Linked DNA regions of Acanthopagrus latus: region 1 is linked to region 2. A link is a contact called in public Hi-C data. All regions are on one chromosome and are shown on one strand. The core of a region is the stretch at or near the end of the contact, and the rest is flanking DNA. Distances in the headings are between cores, read along the strand shown.

Region 1 (7,240 bases), core at 3,170-5,669, 200 kb before region 2:
AATATTTGCACCACTTTAATCAGTTTAACCAGGAGCTCAGCAGCGTGCTCTGTCATTCAGTGAAACTATAAAGTTAGCCAACGTTACGTCAACTCAGCAGCTAAAGGGGAGACCAAGAGCTGTCAGCAAGATGAATTTAAATCATTTCTGATACATTCAGCTTTAACTGTCAGATGAGACTGGTACTATAGACAACAATGAACTCTGAAGTTGTATTGGTCCTATTTTAGCCCAGGTGAAAAAGCAGGATACCCCATCATCAATATACATTATTTTTTATTGTCTTAACAATTCTCATATTTAGTGCTATTGTACACAAATTAAGTTATGGGTTGAATATTACATGCAGCGTTGTCACTATCCTTCAATGATTCCTCTATTCTAAGAAAAGAGCTTTCTACCACAACATTTAAACAGTGCTACCTGCCACCACTTTTGATTAATCAAACACAAACATCATTACAGCGTCTCCCTGTCAATCCTCCAGGTTAGTCCCAGGTAGTATTCACAAACCGAGCCAGACAATTCCATTAGCTCTCACGAGCGTGATTGACACATCAAAACATCTGGCGGCATGATGACTGTCAACAATTAGATCCTGCACATCATTTATACAAATGATATTTGACTATACTACACTTTCTTTGCTGTCAGACCACACCAGTGGTTCCAGCTAAACGCATGCGACAGGCCGTGTCTTTCATTTTCCACCATCTGATTACAGTAAACGAAGCGACACCTCCAGGAACAAATGGAGCGGATCCCCTCACAGCTGAATGTTTTGATGGTGACATTCTATGAGGTCACAGAACATTGAGAAACGCCGCGCGGTTGAGCAAGACTGAAAAAAAAATAGGCAATTCAATGAGGGAAGTTTTTTTTTTTTTTTTTTTAATGCCGTGTTTTCAAAAATAGCTGCCAGATTTTCCTGACTGTAAATAAACCAAATGATTTTTTTCGACTGTACATAAAATCCCTCTTCACTAAAGATGTTCTCGCTCTTGTTCTCTCTCCCAGCTGCTGTCACAGAGAGAGAGAGAGTGATGATGGGACAATCACTGATGTTATGGACAACAAGGTAGGGTGGTGGCATCTGTGCATTTCTCTAATCCCTTGAGCAATACTGAGAATAACAATTTCTCTCCCCAAAAAATATTTGAACGCACTTAATCTTGCATCTGTCAAAACCGCAACAATTCCGTGATGTCCTACATACCCAACACTGAACAACAGTTGGGATTTTAAATTGTCATCCTTTGTTTTCGACACTTCTTTCCAGCACAGTCACTTGATAAAACAGGTTTCGTTTCATTTCCGCAGGTTACTTAAACTCTTATTAATAACACCTTTCTTCCCCCCCGTATTCGTTACATCGTTCAGCTACACAATACGCCAAGCGACTGCGTGATTTGAAATGTGACCGACCGTTTACTTTCATCACAAGAAGCCCTTTGATTGTTGTGCGGCAAACCAATAAAAAAAAAAGAAAAAAAAGAAAAAAAAAAATGGAGGCGCTTGTCATTCCAAATCATATAACAGTATCTGCGATTTGGCACATCACAAGTGGAACCCATGAGAAGAACAGACACGCGCTACATTTTTATTTCACATGGAAAGAGCAAGAGTGCGTGGCTTACTGAGTGAAAAGCCAAGTTTATACCCAGAGGAATCGCTGGTAACGGGTATGACGGGGGGTTTAACTCCGCTGTGATCAAACTCACTTACATCTTCTACGGATCGGGCTCGGCTGTTGATCAAGGAATGTTTAGAGATGCAACGTAACAGGTCATGCCAGGATACAAAGGGAACGCCGTCTAATGAACAGGATATTTCATCAGACGCAACGCAAGAATACAGACTATGACTGGGTGACAGCTTTACTAAGAAAAGCGGCACGCATGACAGTCACTAAGTGGTTTTCAGTGAACTGGTCCACCTGTAGGTGCTGGGTGTGCGGATCTGTCCGAGGTCTGAGGCTGTGCACCGACAAACAGGGGCATCAAATAACAGGATGGTAAGTCGGTGTGACCATTTATCATAACCAGCAATGTGTAACACAAAGAATGCTAGTTTAATCTCAACCTACGAGCCGTCAGAGCCGATATCTGGTTATAAGCGGCACCGGGAGCCAGCTGGTGTTACAGTGTGCGATTGTCTCTGTTCTTGGAAACGTCAGGTAAATGTCTTCCTTGCTCGTCACTTTCATTCTAAATCTCGTCGTCACCAATACGTGCTCGGGAGCGAGCCTTTATCGTGCCCACGTTCAATAGAGAATAGGATATAATTACAGGCCTATAAATGCCAGATGTATGGCGTTTTTTTGTCGGGATACCAGTGCCGTCTTTTTCCAGAAATGTACATTTGTGCTCCCACTGCAGGGAACGATTTCAATGATTTTCATGCAAGTCAATAACATGAAGCCAAGGACTCTTTAAATCTGAACATTGACACATACACTGTGTTTAATGTTGATCAGTCAAGGTCAACATGAGCACCTGCCAACCCGGGGCTTTTGGGACAATTGTCTCTTGTGTTTGGTTCTACTGTAGATTCACATGCTGCCTAAATTATCACAAATCTCCAAAAAGCAATAAAACAAATTATGATGGTGCTTGGACAGATTGATCGCTGCTCTGGTGCAGACGTGCAACGTTCAACCTACTTGGAAAGTCGACGGTGACTTGACGTAAACTTTACAGCCGGTAATAAACCTGAACATCATATGACCTGTCATTTCACCACAGTGACGAAAAACAAAAACAGAGAACTAATTCGGACGTTATATACATCGGCCCACATTTCAAGAGTAGAATGGCCCTGTCTGAAGAAAGATGACACAGATACAGGATTTTCAATGTGTGTGTGTACGTTCATGGTATGTGCCATGTTTCACCCTCACCTCACACGGTGTTTGTTTACACTGATACCCCTCCTCAGTGACTTCACTAAGCCATCTTAAAGCGGTGCAGGACAACACAACTACATAAATCAAGTAACCACTATCCCTAGAGGAAAAAAAAAAAAAAAATGAGGAAGGTTTTACTGGGTTAACCGGGGACACATCCCCTCTCCTGGTTGAAGCAGAGTGTGTTGACTGGCTCACACTGCCTACAGTCTGGGGGCACTGGGTTCATAAGCGAAGTTAATATTCTGAATAAGAAAACAACCACGCCTGACTTTCTTTTCTTTTTTTTTTACACAGCAGCTACAGGCCTACTGCAAGGACAGGATATAAGTGAGCTCCTATGCTACAGCCCTGCGTGTGTGTGTGTGTGTGTTCATGCAGTATGAGCCGCGGTCTCGGAGGGGAGGAGGCATCAGCAGAGGTAACGTTACGCCTACATCACAGGAGTCGCGCAAATCAAAGTCTATAAACAACGTCGGAGTCCAAAAGTTGCGCTCGAACCCGAGCACCGCCGAACGCGAGCGGCTCCACCGGCGGCCGTGCGGACTTTTCGCCGCCGTTTCCGCCGGCCAACCCCGAGATGTGACAGAGGGGCGCAGAAAAACACTCTCCCCAAATGTTCCCCCTCTCGCCATCGACGTAACAACATGTCGGCAAAGGACGGCCATGTTTTGCTGGTTATGTCGACACGGGGAGGAGGAGGAGGAGGAAAAAAAAAAAAAAAAGTAGACACGATGTCTCTTCCTCGGCCGCCCGCTCCCGCCGCGGTCACAGCGTTATCAAAGTGAAACTTGAACGCGGGGGGGAGAAAATGTCCAATTAACAACTTGGCGGACACGTTGTGCGAGCACGCAGGTGTAAACGGCGAAGGGGCAGGCAAAGTTCATGCGGCTAGACAAGTTAAAATATTTATACTGAGGCGTGTGGGTGTTCTGGAGCCGAGCACGGGCAGAGCGAGGCGAGACAGAGGCACGGAAAATACACAACTACATGCAGTTTTAACTTGAGGGACTTTTGAGGCAGGAGGAAGAGGAGGAGGAGGAGGAGGGAGGGGGGGCTCGTGCTCGAGCCGTTTGAAAAACAGAGGAAGAGTTGATCCGTTTCTTACCTGCCCACCGTTTTGGCGCGATGCTCAGGTGGTGCGGTGCGAGCCCGGGGCGACTGGCGTGGACGAAGAACCGAGCCCGATCTGTTTTGTTTTTTTCTAAACACTCTCGCGGCGGTCCAATAGCCGAGCAGACAACAGGCGACAGGAAAGAGAAAATTGGCGATCGCAAGGAGGATCTACGCCAAAAGCCACATGATCGCCGACGTCAGAGTACGTATTTGCATGCCGTACCGAAGCGCCGGTGTCCGTCCACAGCGGGGCCATGGTGCCGCGGCCGCGAAAAGTTCAGAAACAGGCGGAGGAAAGTGGAGCAACTCCGTGTCCCGGTGGCTCCATGAAGCGTGCCTGCTGGTGTAATAATGAATGAACGGCGCGTTGTTGCCGTCAAGTTGTCCCTGTGCTGATGCCTGCCTGCCTCTCTGCTCGCAGCTAATTGAATATTCAAGTATCAGAGGGGGGCGTTTGTTACCCCGAAGGTCCCGCCCCTCCCCTGTCACCCCGCCCACCCCTCTTTCTCTCTCGGCCCCCCATCTCTCTCTCTCTCTCTCTCTCTCTCTCTCTCTCTCTCTCTCTCTCTCTCTCTCAGTGCATGTGAGGTGTGGATCTGCTGCAGTGCTTTTCCACGGTGGAGGCCGGCCTGCAGTGAGGGGAACCACAGCACACATCACCGCCTGTCACCAACACACAGCAACACGCACTGCACTGACATCTGGACCCACAAAGGTTAGTCCGAGGTCAGGTGATACTCAGGGTTCGTGTTGGTGAGAGACGTTGCCCTGACGTGACACTGGCTGCTCCGTGAGCTCACAAACAACAGTGACCTCCACTGGATCCGCTTCAGAATTGATTCTGACCTTGGCTCATGCATGCATCACAGCCCCCATGGAGCCGCGGTGGAGTCATGTACACAGTTTGTACTGCAGTGACGCCTCTGCAACGAGACTCGGGGGTCGTGTATGGAAAAATACCAGATGACACAGAAAAAGGGTTGTCTCGATAAAGTGATGGGCGGGTTGTCTGAGAGGTCAGGGTGCAGGTTCAACCCCAGTGCACTGACCCTTCAATGTATTTATTCTGTTGCTCAATGACCCTTCAGCAGGACTGCTGTTCACTGACATGTGATCTCAGCTTTGCTGCAGTCCTTGGTTGACAGTCTTTCTCCAGCCCTCAGGGAAAAAGCAAATGCATCTATATAACTCTGTAAAATAATGCAGGCATGTCACTTAAAAATGAACATGATGACAAATCTGCTGTTTTCACGGGTTACTTAATGTGTTTTCTGGGTATGCAAGGTTTCAAGAGCACAAAGCACGACTGTTTTATCTTAAAGAGGTCCTTTAGTAATTCAGTATTTCTCTTACATTAAGTCGAGGAACTTGTATGAGATTTAAAAAGAACAGTTGCGGTCAGTGCTGCAGAAGCTGAGATGTGCTGAACTTTAGACCCTAAACACTGAATCCTGTACATTACATGATGCATGTCAGTAGTGAGTCTATTGCTTTGGTTTATTACACAGGCTTTCTTAAAAATAAATAAATAGATAAAAAAAATCGAACCTTAAGCCCAGACAAACCTGATGGTATCCTCTTGGTTAAACCAGCCTTGCTGTCTAAAATTGGTGGAGTGCCCCTTTAAGTTCACTTAGATCCACAATCAGGAAAAAATTAAATTTTCTAATTGATGAAATAAGAAGGTGATGTATGTCTTTTATTACGTGTTTAGCTTCTGACCAAAGCTGCGTTTAGCTCTCTCTGACTGGATAAGTCAAACTGAGTATATGGTTGTTGATAGACCTGAACATCAAGACAAATTCTCCTGGCTAGATGAAAACAAATATATAAGGAACAATGTAAATTGCATGTCCTGAATAATATTGTGAGGGAAAAAGAAAGATCAAGAGCTGCACATTCCTCCAGGAATCAGCCTCAGGAATGTTTGACTGTGTAGTTCATGTTTTCATGTCTCTTCAGGACCCGACATCGAAGCCTCCAAAGAAAGTTTTAAATTATCAATATTCTCTGAAGAGTTTATGAAGTTGTCAACTTGCCTGCTCTGATCCCTTTCCACAAAATTCTATTATAAATGAGTTAAAGTGATCAATCAATCCCTTAAATCTAAATGTCATTTCAGTTTTTCTTTCTGCCAGTTTAATCCTTCCGTGCTGTGGTTCAGTCAACTTTTTTCTCCAACAGATGTTCTAATCCACAAAGGTGCAGTGATGATCACACAGCCACACATTTCCCTCAATTTAGACCACACTTCTTTTTCTTTGTAGCTTCAGGTACAACAATATGGGATATTTTTAAAAATAATATTTTTACATGTAGGTGAAAGCCAAAGTAGTTGAGACTAGTTAGGACAAAATAACCACCTCATATTTCATGTGCAAGATTTGTACATTAATCTGATTAAGTTAAAGGTACAATATGCACATTTCTTTTGTTAAAAACATTCAAAAAATGCCTAAACTTATTAACAGAAAGCAAAGAAATAACAGCTCTGATGTTATGTAAAAAAACATTATGTATAGCATTGCAAAGATATCTTCTGAAGTTTGCATGCTAACCAGTTAGCCCTGGGCCTGAAAACCTCTTCAGTAGGCCAAAGCTGCTGTGTTGGCAATGCCAACATCCACAATCCTAAGGCAGTCCAGTAAGCTGCAAGGCTAACTGAGCTGAAAAGCTAACAGTAGCTAACAGTCATGGATGGATCAGCATACAGTTAGCTGTGAATTGTAGCTGCTCTTAGCTCAGTTAGATGTGCAGTTAGCAGCCCAGACTGGGAGCTATTTTTGAAATGAAAATGTTTGCACATTGTACCTTTTAAATGTAGCGCACCAATCTGTACAGTGTGTGTGCACAGTGTAGTTTTAGTCATGGTCCAATATTGTGCTGAGTGAGTGAGGGAGGCTGGCAGTGTTATCTTAGTGCATCTGCAAACACATGTCCAGGATTGAGATTTGGAAAAACAAAGACATAAAATTGCTTGTTTTGTGGCTAAACAGGTCTTATCAAATAATACCAAGGCAAACAATAAAGAACCAGTTTTAGCCCCCCTTGACATTGGCATTAACACCATATTATGTTTCAAATGGCTTCCAAGCCATTTTGATGGTACAGTGTCTTGTAATAAAGTGAATGGTGTCTCTGTCTCAGCCACTCCGCTGGCCCCAGCTGTCACTTGTCTCAGCATTATGTAACCTCAGTGAGAGGGTGGGATCACCGTGT
Region 2 (6,579 bases), core at 2,514-5,013:
TGAAGCTTTGACAGGTTAACTCACACAGACCTGTGCCAGAACTGCTAACCATTGCATCTTCGTACTGATGCTTTACTCTATCACAGGTGCATATTTGGTTACATTTCACAGTGGCAATGTGGAGAAATCTCACCTCAAAATCACCTCTGAAATGAATTAACTCTATTTACAGTATCCTGACCTTTGACTGTACATCAGATCAATTGCTTCACAGGTTAGCTCATTGTTGGCTGTGTCCAAAATCACTCACCCATTCCCTGCTCCCTAGTCACTACATAGGGAGTCCAACATAGTGGACTATATAGGGAGCTCATCGGCAGAAAGAAAAAAGCACTTTTGGACGCTGCTCAGATGCCGTTAATTACGTTAACTGCTGTCACATAGTTGAAATGTCATACCTCAGCAGCGGTTGTTTATGTCTCAGTGCAATGCATGATGGAAAATATTACTTGGTTAATGACCATCGGTTGTACTATACTTTTCGTGATGCATTGTGGGATACTTTGGGTCCACTATATAGGGTATAATAATTCCCACTAGACATTTGAACAGCACAAAATGGCGTACTCACTATGTACTGCACTATATAGGGGGTCGATCCATTATTGAGCTTGGACCATAAGCAGCTGTCATTGATAATGCCATCTGCCGTAGACCAAGAGTAACACACACACACACACACAGTTTTCCCGTAATTGTCTGTACATTTCCGTCGCATTTCCATCAAAATAAGGTTATAATTCTTAATGAAGTTTTAATTCTTGTTGCCATTTACAGCCGTTGCACTGGCCCTTGTCAGTGGTTTGACACTTACAAATGTTGAGACCCTCATTAAAAATATCTTACAAAAAAGATATTCTTTGCTTGTCATTTCCACATCTTCATATACTGACTGCAGAAATTTAGGTGGGCGGCATCTTCACCTAAGTGGAGGACGGTCCTCCAGCTGGAGGTGGTGCTGTGTTGCATAGTGACGTAGATAAGTTACACGAAGGCAAGTGTTTTCTGTGGTGAAGTCTAACTTTCTTTGTTGTGAACTTGAGCTCGCAAATTGGCTTTACGTGTATGAAATCAGCCATATAATCATCTAAAGGACGAGGAAAAAACCCAAAAAGCAGAATATGACCCCTTTAAATTCATTCATATTTCAGACAATAATCACTTTCCAATGACAAATCTAATTTTGCACTCATAAAGACGTGATGTCTGGGAAGAATATGACATAATACTGAGGGACTGTACAACTGACAACGTGTTAACGTTGAGATCTTTTACAGGGGAGCTATTATACTGTAGATCATGGACGTTGGTGAGTTGCCTGCCACCTATCCATCCATCCCTTCATGAAAAGGTCTTATTTGAGCTTACTAATACATACGATTTAAATCTGCTTCAGTGAAAAATTTAGAGTATGAAGGCAGTAATTTATATCTAGTGATACTAAAAACCTCATGTGTATGCTTTTTCTCTTCTCAGATTGACTTGAAAACAAATTGCAGCAAAAAACAAAAATTTACGGGCGACAGTTTAGAGATTTTGCTGCAAACTTGAAGAGGAGTGCAATGGCTGTAAAAAGAAAGAGGACTGAGCCGGTGTCCACCTAAGCCAGCCTCCCCTCTTTTAATAGACAGCTAATGGAGAAAAATGAATGATGAATCGTAATGAAAAACGGGGGACGGGGCAGGAGGGGGGTACGTGTTTCCAACCATCCATGTCATATAATTTTGACTGTGATGAATTAAAGAAAATTATTGCAAAGTAAACTGTGTATTCATTGCAGGAGGTATCATTTATCACCTCCTGACCTGTCAGCCTACTTAATCAATTAATGCCCGTGCAATAATCCATCTTCAGTCTTTCCATGAAGCGAGCACTGGATGTCAAATGGAAGTGGTGATTCATCACAGGCTGACCATTTGAGACAAAAAATATAAACTGTCTTGGTGTACCTCATGCTGAATCTACTTCAAATAAACGCAACAATAAAAACACATTTATTATGTTCCTGTAACATTTTACTGCCAGAAGTTAAGAAAGGCAAAAGAAATGGAGGAAATAAATGATGAACGAATGATTATATTAATATTCATATACAGAGAATGGCACAGTATTTACAGGTTTGAATTGGCTTTCTTTAGGTTCCAACAAAAGACTGCCAGATATGCGTTCTCAACAATATGGTGACATTTTTAAAGATCTCTTTTAACATATAGAGCTTTTGTTGTCATACAGATTATTCAAAACTCTGCAGGGATGTAAAGAAATGTGCTTTATTCGCATTGAGATGTCTCTATGTACAAATGCTATCGTTTCTATCTTGCAGACGATATTCCCAACAAAGAAAACTGGACCTCAGCTTCAAACAACGTACCGATAAATTGTGATGTCAGTCCATCCATCACTTCCTGAATAAAATGTTGGCATTTTACACTTCTGCCAACAAGAAATGCTCAAGTTTGTACTTTCAATACGCTTCATATAAACATGTTTGTGTCTGGCAGCTTGTTAAAGCTAACATGGATCTATTTAATGAGGAGCGTGAGGTACACCTGAACCTGTATGGTAATATGTCCACAGAAACTCTTAATAAGAAAGCTAGGGAAGGTGTTAGAACAGCCACACTGATCCATTCCTAAGAATAGAGGGAACACAATGAGGGAGGCAGTGTGGTTGGATGATGAATGTGAAGAAGCTGTGATAAATACGCACATGGCATTTTAACTGCTGAAAAGAACTCCAACATATTACCCAGTGCAGAAAGCTCAGGCGGTAGCAAGGAGAACAATAAGACAGGCGAAGAGGACATACTGGAGAAAGTTTTTGTGGCTCAATTGGGAACACAAATCCAGTAAAAGTGCTGTGCGGGGTGATTAAAAAGATGGGAGGCGACAGAAGGGAGTAGAGTTATCCTATGCAGAGATAATGGTCTATACTTTATCAAGGTACACCATGGGAGGGAAGAGGGGACAGGGAGAAAACCTAACGAAACAAAACAAAAAACACACTGAGGCCTGAGGGATAAAGGAAAACACTGAAGACAAGCAGAGCATTCCATTTACATTAGAACAGTTATAAGTGGGCCTTGGCTTGACTGCATCAGGTAAAGATAAATATGGATGAACTGGCTAATGGACTTTTTGAATACGGAATCCACTCAGGTAAAGGTAGGATCAGAGGTTTCCAGCATGCATCAGGTCAACAATGGGGCACTGCAGGGGACTGTGATGAGTGAATGAGTGAATGAATGACATCTTTGAAAAATATATAACAAGATAAGGGAAAATCATTGTTGGCAAGTGATGGGTGTGTGTAAAAAAAGTAGAGGGACTGTAGCTAATAATAATAATAATAATAATAATAATAATAATAGAAGAAGAAGAAGAAGAAGAAGAAGAAGAAGAAGAAGAAGAAGAAGAAGAAGAAGAAATCATGTTGAAGGATGGCGATAGAAATTGAGATTTACATCTTTACATCTTTTGTTGTTGAAAAAACAACGTTTTGTTGTGATGCATCCTGGATATGTTGGGGGTCTTGAAAAATAGGCTATACGCGCTTAATAAGATGCATGCTGGATTTTAAGAATGAACGTAAAGACCTGCATCACAAAATATATAATAAGAGAATTAGATGAGATCAAGGCGTCCACAACAGCAGAGGGAGACATCACTGAAATCTAGTTTTGACCGAAGCTAACGCAGCAACAGGAGACCTGTGAGCGCATTGGGCGGAGCGATGCGTGATATAATCCCTGTGTGGCCGCTAGAAACACTGACAGTAGAGCGTGGCCATAAATGCATCACTTGTGAACTACACAATACCGAGCAGAGGCGATACGAACGTTGTTAATTCATTTTTCCCACGGTGCAGAATGCATCATGTGACAAACCAGCTGATGTTGAAAAAAAAGACGAGCCGCGGCAGAAAGCCCGCCCTCTCCGTGACGCATGGCTCACTCTACGGTACGCCATTTGTGTCTAGCAGCAAAAAGCGCGGAGAGTGGAAATAGTCGTCTAACAAAAGGTAAGTTGAATTGTGGCTGGACTGTACAGTCTAATTATTGCTCGAATTATTTTTACTGGGACGGCAGACGACTCGTTTGGTTGTTTTCAAGCGCTGTTTGGGCAATATAGAGCACTGTTTCGGGAGTCGACGTTAGCCTCCTTTTTGGGCCTCTGTGCTGCCGTCGTTTTCAGTGCCATGGAGCGACCTGGACCCGCCTTCGCCCCGCTCTGATTGGACTACACAGCTGATGTCGGAATTCAATTGGACGCGCTCGGGGTATCTCAAAATACAGTTGGGAAAACATGTCGCTTGTTAGCATGTTAGCTGCGGTAGACAGCAACCGTATCTACAACAACTTTACCCGGGTTGTGTCCTGGTAGAAGAGAACTTACGCCATGAAGGGAGTTCAATGCAGTATTTTACACTGCAGCACTGGACGCTTCGCGGTTACAATGTTGAATATGCAGGCTAAAACCTGCTCGGCTAACTTAATATTACTTTTAAGCTAGCATCGGATGCTTGGTAAAGACATCTATGGAAATTCACCCAAATAGAAATAGCAACTCGACACTGTGGCTAAGTTGTTGTCGAAGTCTTATTAAACCGGTAGAGGACGCCGCATTCGCTATCAGTCCTTCAACGTGATCTAAACTGACCCCGTCACCTTATTCCGATATATGCTAGGTTACGTGCTCTGCTGTGTAGGAAACCGATTTCCAACTAAAAAACATGGAAGCATGAATTAGACACGAACTAACACCATTACTAACCACTCATAAGCGACCCTTCATTTCGGGCTACTCCCAGTTTTGATTGTTGCGATCACATAAGCGGGTTACTGGAAGTTCCAACTTGAGATAGTGTCCCTCCTGCTAATCCTGTTGCCATATTCTACCAAAATACACATTAGATGGCGCTGGTGAGCACAGTGAGCTCATTCTCCAAATTGGACTTCTTTGAAATGAAGTGTCTTTTGGCTGACCTCATTGAATTTATATAAATATATCTTTAGAAAGTGACTGACCTTAACCGAACCTCAAAGATCACTTTTTTGAAACATACATATTTACAGTTGTGGATTCAAGGCATGAAGCTACTACACACACGTACGTCCAAAGCAAGCACAGGTTCCATTCTTGATTTCACTCAAATCCTCAACAATAAAAAATGAACATGAAAGGCACAAGACAGAAGAGTGCCTAACATTTGTGACAGTGTATATACGGGAAGTGTGGAAAAAATGCGTGTTGCTCAAGATGTCCCCTCTATTTATTATACACATTGTATTGTGGACACAATGGTAGAGAAACACTAAAAGATGCACTGCACATGTGAGGTTCCTCGAGCTTGAAAAATACCAATTATGCCGTTACACATTATTTTTGTACCATTGCTTATGAACATCACCTAAGGGTTTTAAGACAGTTTGCTCAAGAAGTCAACTGGGGACCAACAGTGACCATTAGATCTAGGAAAAGTCATTTAGTTAGTTTTGATGCTGTCCACATTGATTTTACTTGGGCGCTGCGACAAACCTTTAAGATAAGACTTAATTGATCCCTCACTGGGGAAATTCACTTGTCACAGCAGATCAAGAGTTATAAGCAGAGGGAGAACAGTGATTCAATGGCAGATCAAAATGAACCAACACAAAAGACAAGCTAAGATAGAATAATACAGAAAATAAGGTGAAAAATAAATGATAATACAAACTGTAATGTACACAGTGTACTTCTTTCAGATACAGATATGACCACGAAACACTTGCAAATGATAATTGCACCCATAGTAATACACACATGATGTGTAGTAACACACTAATATAAATAGATATGCACACCCAGTTCAGCAAATTAACAAAAAAAACAGTTGTCAGTTTATACACATGTGGCAAAAACAAACATGCGCCGAATACAGAAATGACATGCAAATAGAGAAACACTTGTTGGTGGTGCACTGAGCTGTCTCAGCAACTGTAAAAATAAGTTGCCAGAAAAACAGACATGCTATGTAAAGCATTAGAAACGTGATTCTTCATAATTGAATCTTAAGCTGTACTTATGATACTATTACTGATCTAATTGTGGGAATGGCTGTAGCACCACTGAATCATGTTCACAAGCTTTTCGTAATGAGACTCATAATGACATATTTATACTCCATTTAACAACTGTGAGTTAAGTGGACTTGTTTTGCTCGTTTAATAAGCAGAAACGGCCAGCTCTCATGCTGGCATGTGTTTCCTGAACAGTTTGCATCTAGAAGCACTAGATGGCGACATTTACTTGTGCTAAATCAGATAGTGTTGTTGAAGAATAGGTCACTTTTCAGAAGCTTGTGGTTAGTTACAAAATTTGTGCTCATCACTTGAGTACAGAATTTTATTTCATTCACTGAATTGTCTTTCAAACAACTGAAGATGCCAAACATAATTTTTGTGTTTTTTCTTTCACCCCTAGGAGTTTAATTCAGCATGATAGCGATCAACTTCACAATTATACAATTGTAACAGGATATGAAATGGATAAAACACTGACGTCAGGAAAGGAGGCTGTTGAGCACAAAGTGCCTGAAAAT

The links. A called contact is a pair of places that touch in the nucleus more often than the background predicts.
Region 1: a contact with region 2 is called in a Hi-C map of muscle, with 6 times the contacts expected there. The contact joins the promoter of LOC119006060 here to the promoter of znf407 in region 2. A contact is called at or near these places in 3 of 4 Hi-C or Micro-C datasets (all in muscle).

What each region holds. Positions count from the first base shown.
Region 1 is chr17:9,702,531-9,709,770 of fAcaLat1.1, reverse strand. It overlaps LOC119006060 (zinc fingers and homeoboxes protein 2-like), which reads right to left and starts at 4,419. Exons shown (of 13, transcript XM_037074397.1): 1 at 4,245-4,419.
Region 2 is chr17:9,506,299-9,512,877 of fAcaLat1.1, reverse strand. It overlaps znf407 (zinc finger protein 407), which reads left to right and starts at 3,763. Exons shown (of 10, transcript XM_037074490.1): 1 at 3,763-4,020; 2 at 6,462-6,579. The coding sequence starts at 6,523. It overlaps LOC119006270 (a long non-coding RNA gene), which reads left to right. Exons shown (of 3, transcript XR_005070733.1): 3 at 899-995. It overlaps LOC119006271 (a long non-coding RNA gene), which reads right to left and starts at 870. Exons shown (of 2, transcript XR_005070734.1): 1 at 251-870.